Linked DNA regions of Rattus norvegicus: region 2 is linked to region 1. Evidence: chromatin contacts called from public Hi-C data. All regions are on one chromosome and are shown on one strand. The core of a region is the stretch at or near the end of the contact, and the rest is flanking DNA. Distances in the headings are between cores, read along the strand shown. Region 1 has its middle 58 kb from the start of Tes. Region 2 has its middle 74 kb from the start of Capza2.

Region 1 (5,316 bases), core at 1,116-3,615:
GGGATAACTTGGGGTCAAGATTTATACAATAAAAGCTGGCATAGGTGAGGATCTCCTCCTCCTTGATGATATCCTCATGGGGGAGGGGAGGAACAGCCAGATCTTAGGGTACAGAATTTAGCATTTGCATATAAGCAGCATCAGGCCAATTCCCTGTGGTAAACATAGAAATAGCAAATGAATAAGGTGAGGGAGACAGAGTACGGGACAAATAGAGAAGCAGGGTTAAACAAAAGACAGATAAAGAAGAACAGTTGTAACAAAAACACACCAACACCCCCCCCACACACACACACATACACACAAGGAAGGAAGCCATGAATTTGAGAGAGAACTGAGGATACATGGTGGGGGGTGTTGTTAGAGGATAGAATGGAAATGAGAACATTATGTAATAAGGACATATACTCCACTATGTTAATAGCAGCCATATTTATAATAGCCAGAAGGCAGAAATGACCCAGATATCCCTCAACAGAGGAATAGATACAGAGAATGTGGTACATCTACACAATGGAATACTACTCAGCTATTAAAAACAATGACTTTAGGCAAATGGATGGATCTAGAAAATATCATCCTGAGTGAGGTAACCCAGTCACAAAAGAACACACATGGTATGTGCTCACTGATAGGCAAAGCTCAAAATACCCATGATACAACTCACAGACCATATGAAACTCAAGAGGAAGGAAGACCAAAATGTGAATGCTTCAGTCTTTCTTAGAAGGGGGATAAAATACAAGAGATAGAGGGTGGGAGGGACTTGGGAGGGAGAAAGGATGGGGAGAGGGAAAAGAGGGGAGGATCAGGTATGGGAGGCGATGGAGATGTACAGAGGGTCAGGAAATTGAACAGAGGTGTGTAGCAATGGGGGATGGGAAACTGGGAGTAGCCACAAGAAAGTCCCAAATGCCAGGAAAACAAGAGTCTCCCAGGACCCCACAGGGATAACATTAGATGAAATATCCCACAAAAGGGAGAAAGAACCTGCCAGAGACCATTTCCAAGTGTTAGGCACGGTCCCCCATTTGCGGGATAAGGCCACCCACCCATCTCCAACCATTTTCAACCCAGAATTGTTCCTGTCTAAGGGAAATACAGGGACAAAGAGCAGAGCAGAGACTGAAGGAAAGGCTATCAGAGACTGCCCCACCTGGGTATCCATCCCACATGCAGACATCAAACCCAGACAATATTGTGGATGCCAAGAGGTACTTACCCACAGGAGCCTGATACAGCTGTCTCCTGAGAGGATCTGCCAGATCCTGACCAGTACAGAGGCAGATGCTCGAAGCTAACCATTGGACTGGTCACAGGGACCCGAACGGAAGAGATAGGGGAAGGACTGGAGGAACGGAAGGGGCCTTATCTGTCATCAATGGGAGGGAGGTCTTTGGTCCTGTGAAGGCTTGGTGCCCCAGTGTAGAGGAATGCTAGGGTGGTGAGGCAGGAGTGGGTGGGTGTTTGGGGTAGCACAGTACCCTCATAGAAACAGAGTAAGGCTGGATGGGATAAAGGGTTTGCAGAGGGAAAACCGGGAAAGGGGGATAACATTTGAAATGTAAATAAATAAAATATCTAATTTAAAAAAAGAATGAATAAATTCCATCATGGAAAAACAAAAGAGTTCAAGAAAAGTCACCATTAGCTACAGAGCAAGCTTGAAGCCAGCCTGGCCTACATGAGACCTTATGAAAACAAACAAACAAACAAACAAACAAACAAACAAAACCCTGTGTCAGAATTCTATCACAAACCCAGTTAAAAGAAAACATGGGGAATAAATGCAAAATGTGGAAGAGATTCCTTCCTGAGTCCTCTAAGCTTAGAGTTCACAGTGTACAGGACTGGGGTATCGGGGTATAGCTCGGCTGCAGATCTGTATCCCTGTGATTGAGGCTGGTACCACCTAACTCGGCGAAGTTGGGCATCTACAGAAGAGTTGTGTCTATTCATGGAGCTCAGACTCCACATCAGTCTCAGGCGAAGTCAGCTGCCAGAGGACCAGGCTGCTTCCTACTGTACACACCCCTGCCTGAGCCAAGCCCCCGTCCAGGTATGATTCTCTCCTCCTAGAACTTTAAGGGAGGCTGTGACAGGTTGACCTGGATCTCCATTTTGATTTTTCCTTTTTCTCAGGCCTCGGAATAACTTGGTCTTAAACAATAGATTCGTTCTCCGATAGTGCTTACACACAGCATCCAAGTCTCGTGAATGACAAAATGTCCCAGACCTCCATTGCCAAAGAAACCTCTTTTCTTCCCAGTATCCCCAGGGAGATCTGGTTGGAGAGAGCTGTGGGTCTGTGCTCATTCCAGGAAGAGCTGCTGACCTCCTCCAAGAGGGCATCCAGGCTTATTTACTTGAGCCTTCTGTTTCTCCCTGCGCTCCTGGAACCACGTGGTACTCACTTCTTTGGCTGAATTGTCCTCTTGTTTCTCTGCACTTTTCTGCTGTCCTATCACCCCCTTCGGGGTTCCTGATGCTGCTGAACACGTTTCCCTTGGAATAGGAGTGTTCTTCGTTATCCTGACTCTTAGTTCACGGTACTAAATGAGGCAAGATCTGACTACCTGGGTATTCCACAACGGCTCCCATATTGCAAAACTGACCTTGTATTCAAGAACTGCTCCCTGTATCCCAGAACTGTTCCCATATCCCAGACCTGCCCTTGTATTTCAGAATTGCCCCTGTGTTCCAGAACTGCCCCTGCACTCCACAACTTCCCCTTTATCCCACAACTGCCCCTGAATCCCAGAACTGCCTCGTATCTCAGAACTGCCTCTGTATTCCACAAATGCCTCTGTATCTCAGAACTGCCCCTGTTTTCCAGAACTGCCCCTGCATCTCAGAACTGTCCCTGTATTCCATAACTGACCTTGTATTTCGGAACTGCCCCCTGTATCTCAGAACTGTCCTGTGTATCTCAGAACTGACCCCTGTATCTCAGAATTGCCCCAGTATCTCAGAACTGCCCCTGTATCTCAGAATTGCCCCTGTATCTCAGAATTGCCCCTGTATCTCAGAATTACCCCTATATCTCCGGCCTGTACCTACATCCCCTTTCCTCTACCTTCAAGAGTGTATGAGGTCACAAATTCTTTTTATCCAAACGTATTGATTAACCTGACAACCTGCCAAGCATTCTTCACCCGTGAGGAAAAGAGGGGTGGGAAATCAATGCTGCCAGTGCTTTAAATAATTATAATTTTAAAACAGAAAAATTATGAGTAGCTTATTATCTTTGTGGCAAATACACCTCCACTCGTACATGAACAAGCACATGCAGACAATCTCTATCTGTCATTTTTATGATTTCCCGACTGTTTTCTCTCAGCTCAGTATCCCTTCTTACTGTGGTTAGGGCTTCATTTCACTGATAGGTTTATTAGAATTTCCTAAAGTACTTAAACAAAATAGATCAACATCTTTGATTCATGCACTAGATCACTAAGCCTTTATTAAATTTGATCCCAGTAAAGTTGTAAGAGAGCAAATTCTATTAAAACAGAAAAACCAGACATGGGTATTTCTCATCAGTAATCACAGAACTGTAGAGCTGGAGCGAAGCAGATTGTAAGTTCAAAGCCGTCTGAGCCACAGAGAAAGATCTCGTTTAAATATACACAAATAAAAAGCACAACTAAACTCATTTCATAGTTTGCTACTTATGCAACCACAGTGCACGTATATAAAACACCTGAATATCAAAAATTTGAAATTAATATAAATAAAAATTAATTTTCAATTTAAGTGCATTTGTAGAAATAGTTATGTCATATATGGATGTTCCCATATGGTGAAGGAAATTGCTTATAGCAGAATAACGAGTATACTTCTCTCTTCCATTAGGTGGCAGCAACGTTCTTCCATACTGTTAAGTTTTCCAACCGTCTTTCATCTTCTTATAGTAAGATACACCTCACACAGAGAATTGATACTTAGTTATTCCTTCTCAAGGAAAGAGTCTCCATAAACACTAAGACTAGTGATGTATCGAATTTAAAGGCTTACTGGTTAGTAGAGGAGACCAACTTTTAAATCTTTAAAAAGCAAGTAAAATCATTTTAATTTTTCAGTCCAGTTTTAATAACACATGGGAGCCTCCTTTCCTTTCTCATCATCTTGTCATCTGACTACCCTCCTGGCTGCATAATTTATTCCTGCCTAGAAACCCAGACTTCTAAATCACCATAGGATATCATCAAAATTACCCTCAATTGTCTAAAACTGCATAGATCAGTTGAGAGTATCATATCAATTCCCTCCATCTCCAAGTTTATGAGGCTCCTAAAATTCACTTGTCCCTATTTCATCAACATCCTCAGGTGTGGCAGAGAAGAGTCCACATATGGATACAGTCTTGCCCCATGGGAGGAGTCCTTCAATACTTACATGGTGAGAACTTCTTCCTTCATGCTAAAGACTCCTCATGAAGGGAGTGTGGGCCACTGGAGTGGGCTTCCCCATTCTATGGCAGTATAGGTAAGTCCTAGACCAACATGGCCCCAGGGTCCTAGACAGCTATTGTCTCCAAAGTCCCCCTCTTTATCTAACCTCAAAAGAACTCATGCTGTAGATGAAGCTCTGACATCAAACTCTGCATTCAAAGTCTTCCTCCTCAGGACCACACGCTCACTTCCCCACTCTCCAAATTTCTCCCAACCTTTAAATAATGGAAAACACTGATATTTTGCATAACAACAGAAAAATGAATGTATTTTATAAAGGGGAAGCCGGTGGTTTCCCACCTCAGGGTTTTCTTCCAGGCTCCACTTACCTGCACCATTCAGCTTTAAACAGTCTAAAGTTTGTAACCACTGTGACACTAGTGGATTCTACACTCACTTTTTTACTTTATCAAACTACATGAAACATAATTTTGTGCTCCAATTCTAAGATTGTGGTACAATGAGCTTTGTCAAATGTGTGAACGCAAGCACTGTCCTAATCAAGCCACACATAATGTATCTGCCCTTTACCTGCCAAGTGAGCTCCCAAGTTGAGCAAAATAAAGTGCCTTGTATGCAACTATGAGGTCACCCGGGAGGGATAAGGACACAGCCACTTTCCTTGAATGTCACTCTGGGGTGAGCCTCAAAGAGATCTGTCACAGAAGAATGAACTTCCACGATTGCCAAATAAATCCCAGGCCCTAGGCGAGGTTAGCTGCCTTCCTGCATGTGTCAAGGTGGAAAGAAGGCATCACCATTTCAGCAGTTAATGTGTGATGGTGCTAAGATTACAAGAATGCATGGAATTTTTGTTTTCATTTCACTTCCTAGCTTTCCAAATTTCAAGTAGTATATTCAT
Region 2 (5,316 bases), core at 1,957-4,456, 600 kb after region 1:
TCATGGTAAATAAAGATATACCAAGTGTTCAGATGATGACACCTTCCCAATTTATTTCAAAACATAAGAGTAATATGATAGCAAAGAAATTGACTGTCACTTAGGTTAACAAATACTTCTCAGGCAGCTTCTATGTCGGGTGCTGTTAGGTAATGAGGATGTAAACCTGTCCTTACTCTAAAGAATTCAATGGATAAGATAGACAGCAAGTACTTAACTAGGGAACAATAGGAATAATACACCTTGGCTTTTCATAGATCCATAAAATGTCTTTCAAGAAGCATCACAGTTAATACAAAAATGGTAGGCTCTTGGACAATAAGACCAAGCTCTGACTTAGCCATGAACTGAACTTCTTCCCTAAACTCAGTTCCTCAGCTGTCAAATAGACTGGTCCTTCTTAACTCACAAGAGTGTTTCAGGACTGAAAATGAGAGTTCAAAACAGCTGATTTCCACTGCTGCTGAGTAACTGGAATATTACTGTGATCTTTAGTCTTGGACAACAAAAGCCCACATAAAGGGTAGCCTGTGATTGCTCTGAAAGGACCTTACAGATGTTTACCTGCGAACCTTCATCTGATTCTTTCTCATCCTTGAGCATACAGATGGGAAAGTGAGTGTGCAAATGGAGAGCGTGACAAAACAGTGTCCAGGTGGTGGCACTTTTGTTCCAGGGCAGGACGCCTGAAGGACACCAGCCCACCATGTTTCTCTGAAGCTCCCACTACTCCCTGCCACTCTGACAATGGCTGGTTTCCTTTTTCTCTTGTTTAATCTTCAGACCTGGGATCCACAAAAGACATGGAAAATAACAATTCATATAAAATTCTAGGAATTTCGCTTGAGGGCCAATGATAGAGTCACAGCCCCCACAGCTTAAAGATTGTTAATATTTTTATTTCGCTCAAGTGAGTAGTTACTGACTATTCCGGTTCCGGCAGAGTAACTTATGCCCTGGGTTGTTCTGATGCACATCATGTGCTGAGAAGCTAAGGAATACTTCATGGGCATCCTTCTCCATCCAGATGACTACACACAGGGAGCTACACAGACACGACTCTGTCTGGCACGTGAGATAATGCTGTGACACAGAAAGGCATGAGGGCATTGTGCCTCAGAGGAAACAACACCTACTGCTGGTTTCCCTCGTCAAACCTGACCTTTTTCTTCTGGACTATCTTAATTCCCTATCTATCACAAAAATGGAAAGAACTTCAGTCATAGCCAGTGAAATATTTCAGTTGGTGAATTGAAGGTAATAAAACAGAGGCTGCCCAAACTGTCCTTTGTTGTAAATCACGGCAAAGGTCTAGATTACATCAGCCAAAGGGTATTGATCACAACGCTGAGAGGTTTATAACTACTATTGACTTACCATGTGACCCTGGAACAGAAATCTAGGAAAATTGCAAAAGCATACCTATGGTAATGAAAACCCATCATTAGCCGGGCTGACTGCCCTGTCAACCAGCTAGAGCTGTGTTGGCTTCAAGGCAAATACTGAACAAATGCTTGAAATGGAAGGACTGTCTGCCCTCACTCTCTTTCCTTCACTGGATGCTTTAAAAATTATTCCGGTGAATGTGTTTTTCTTATTGTTAAAAAATGTGGATTCAGAAGGCTCATGCGAATTACCTTTTTCATTTTACTTATTTATAATAATGTATTTTATTTTTGGATTACCATACAAAGTAGCAGGTTCCCTTATAACATTTTCCTGTATAGCTTAGGTTGAAACCTCCCCTGCTTCCTCTCCTTTCCCCCTTCTCCCTATCCCACTCCTCACGTGTACCCTTGAACTGTTCCACCCCAGTATTCCCTTTTCCACTGTCTCGTATGATCTATATAATAGTATGCATAATTAATATCTAAACAATATCTCTTCATCCTTTATTATTGCTGTGGTTTAAAAAAATAAGGAATAGGGGGTCTAGAGAGAGATCAGTGGATGAAGTGCTAACTGCATAAGCCTGAGGACCTGAGTTCAAATCTCTAGCACCCATGTTTTAAAAAGGCCTTGGATTCCCCAAGAGTTTATCTAATCCGAATGGCCAGTCCTAAACACTTGTACATACAAGCAGCAGTAAATGGACTGGGTAGTTTGTGTGTGCGTGCATGCGTGCATGTGTGCATGTGTGTGTGCGTGTGTGTCAGACAATAGTTACAGAAGAGGTCATAAATGTAAAAGGGAGTGAGGGGAGGGAGTAGTATAGTTATACAAATACAGTATTAACGTATGGAATTCTTGAAAAAATAAAAAAGCATAATGCCTAGGCTTAACAATGCATATTTGTAATTCCAGCTTGGGGGGGGGTTGGAGATGGGAGGATCCTGGGGCTCTATAGTCAACCAATCTAGTTAATAGGTAAGTTCTGGGGGCTCAGTAATAGACTGCCTCAAATAAAACAAGGCAGAGAGGGGTAAAGGAAGAGGCCTAATGCCAACATCTAACCTCCAACTAGCACATGTGGATGCTTACAGAGACATTCACCACTTTGTGTGTGTGTGTGTGTGTGTGTGTGTGTGTGTGTGTGTGTGTGAGAGAGAGAGAGAGAGACAGACAGACAGACAGAGAGACAGAGAGACAGAGAGACAGAGAGACAGAGACAGAAAGACAGACACAGAGACAGAGACAGAAAGACAGAGAGAGACAGAGAGACAGATACAGAGACACACAGAGAGACAGAGATACATAGAGAGAGACAAAGACAGAGAGACAGAGAGACAGAGATAGACAGAGACAGAGACACACACACAGAGACAGTGACACACAGAAAGAAAGACAGAGACAGACAGTGACACACAGAAAGAAAGACAGAGACAGACAGTGACACACAGAAAGAAAGACAGAGAGACAGACACACGCACACACAGAGAGAGAGAGAGAGAGAGAGAGAGAGAGAGAGAGAGAGAGTGAGTGTCAGAGAGACAAGGAGAGACAAGGAGAGACAGAGAGAGGAAGAGGCTATCAGTGAAAGGACCAGCTAAACTAAGTTTCAAATGCTATTCAGGTGGCACTGAAGAAGTAAAATGAGAAGAAAATGGCCATGTTTCATCATGAATAAACAGAAATTTCAATTTTAAATAAATAATAATCCCACATTGTTTTGGAGCACCAGCTCAAGACTTAGATGACGATTAATTTCCATCCCTTCTGTGGGAAGCAGTCCTTTGTCTTCATTCGTTTACTTGTTCACTGTGAGACGAGAACATTCTTCGTGCTAACACAGAGCTCCAGGCTGGCAGACACATCCAGTAATCCTTAGACCACTTGGCTGGAACTATAAAAATGCATAAAATCTTACCAGGCCAAAAGAGATCAACTCAAAAAAATTTTTGGCATCCAAACATGTCAGAATTGTTTTTACCCCCAAACCATTTGTGTTCCTCGGTTATGGTCCAGGAGCCATAATATCAGTTCCTATTTTTATTGGGCAGACTGGAATTCTTTAGTACCATATTTCATCTACCTTTCTGTGGTTTCTCCTAATTTTTTCAGTGGTTTTATGCCTGTCTGCTGTCTGTCTCTTATTTTATCTTAATTTGTTTTAGTTTTCGTTTTGCTTACTCTATTCTCTTTCCTTATTTTTTCAGTGTTCAGAATCAAATCTGAGGCTCAGCACATGGCATCTCGGAGTCCCACCCCTGGGCTGCGTCTCTAGCTCTGTCTCTGATGCCGGGTGCGGGGAAGTAGCCATGTGCCCTCCGCCAGCCCAAGTCCTTACCTTCACATCTGCTTCTTCCATTAAAGTCAAGCCTTCTCTCCGTCACGACCGTGACTAAACAGCCACCATACTCCTCAGTGGTAAAGGAGAAACACCCAACGAGGGACCTTTGTGAAACCGGCCCCCAAGAAACCCAACTTCAGTCACATGATCCTCAGAGATAATTTCAGAAGTCGCAGTAAAGAAAAACTACCCAGATATCACAGTGCCAGCTTTCTGCAGAGCTGTTTCTAATTTGTTATGCCGTAAGAGTAAGAGCCTCTGTGGTAGCCACGGGGGTCTCTGGGAACACCTGGGTGAAGAAGCATCAAATCGCTGACCCAAATGTTTCAGAAAGAAAATGTCCATTGTTAGAACTAGCAATGCAGATATTTTCTCTAAGATGAACTTAATATATAAACAGAATAAAATAACAGAATAAATAGTAATAAGAATAATGATCTCATCCCAGGAAATGCCCTGTCTGGAAGCTAATGGGCTAAGGTAATGCTCTCAGGGATTAGTCTCGCTTAATGAAATGCTGTTAGTTTAGTAAATGAATGCTTAAAATGATGGAAAGTAAAAAAAAAAAATCAGGACTGGTTGATTCATAGGGGTGGGGGGGAGTAAGCCAAAGCAGCATGTGTCACACTGTGGTTTTTTAATTATTATTATTATTATTAATCTGTGATTCAGAAAATACATATGCTTTACAAGTTACTGTCTTTTATACATCTGTCCCATCATTTTACTCTGTGGATATGAGTATTTATGGAATATTTAAAATAAACTGTTAACAAACAGATAAAGTACTTTATTTTTTCAGATGCAGTTCTTATAATGAGCATTAAAATTGAGATTTTCACTTAAAGCTCACATAAAAGCAAAATGTATCTCTTCTAGAGCTTCAAATAATAACGTATTTTATTTTGCCTGTTTAAAAAACATGATTAATACAAAACCAAATTTCATTGATTTTTGTTTGATGGCTAAGATATTGTTCTGATTGTGACTTCAGGTCCTAGATTGAATCCTATTGTCTGTAGCTTTGCTGCACGAGCTTCTTAGGCAGGGAGGGAACACAGCTCTGTTAACTTCCACTTCCTCTGAATTGAAGCATCCATTTCTATAAGGAGAAGAGGCTCGTGTGACTCAGGAAGTAAACCTTACAAGTCTTGGAAAGCTGACATTTATGACTCGGGGAGCTGCAAACAAGTTTCAAGGGTGTAGCTTTGTGAGCCCTCATTGCTATTAATGATGGAGAATGCTATTTAGTGACACATCTTTCACTGAGTCATCCATGTTCCTGTAAGTTATGCCAATAAAGTCAATAGTTCACTAAAAAATAAAAAAATAAAAAAAATAAATAAATAAACTGTTAAGAAAAACATAAGTCGAGGTTGGGGATTTAGCTCAGTGGTAGAGCGCTTGCCTAGGAAGCGCAAGGCCCTGGGTTCGGTCCCCAGCTCCGAAAAAAAGAACCAAAAAAAAAAGAAAAAAAGAAAAACATAAGTCCCTCTATGGTAAGCATATGAAATGTCTATAGTTGGATGGGTTTTTATCTTAAACACGTTGATATGAGGACAATGTGGATACTATGTATGAGCTTT

What was found. Hi-C and Micro-C count contacts between places; a contact is called where the count stands out from the background.
Region 2: a Hi-C map of the A7r5 cell line shows a contact between it and region 1, with 9 times the contacts expected there. The contact joins two enhancer-like sites. A contact is called at or near these places in 3 of 12 Hi-C or Micro-C datasets (the A7r5 cell line, frontal cortex and mammary epithelial cells).

The regions. Positions count from the first base shown.
Region 1 is chr4:46,270,481-46,275,796 of GRCr8, forward strand. No RefSeq gene overlaps it. Among named protein-coding and RNA genes, the nearest start is that of Tes, 58 kb to the right of the region's middle. Within about 2 kb of position 2,366, at least 1 of the 93 cell types and tissues checked has an H3K27ac peak or open chromatin away from gene starts, as enhancers often do. A contact at or near this core is called in the A7r5 cell line, where this site is marked.
Region 2 is chr4:46,867,200-46,872,515 of GRCr8, forward strand. No RefSeq gene overlaps it. Among named protein-coding and RNA genes, the nearest start is that of Capza2, 74 kb to the right of the region's middle. Within about 2 kb of position 3,207, at least 4 of the 93 cell types and tissues checked have an H3K27ac peak or open chromatin away from gene starts, as enhancers often do. A contact at or near this core is called in the A7r5 cell line, where this site is marked.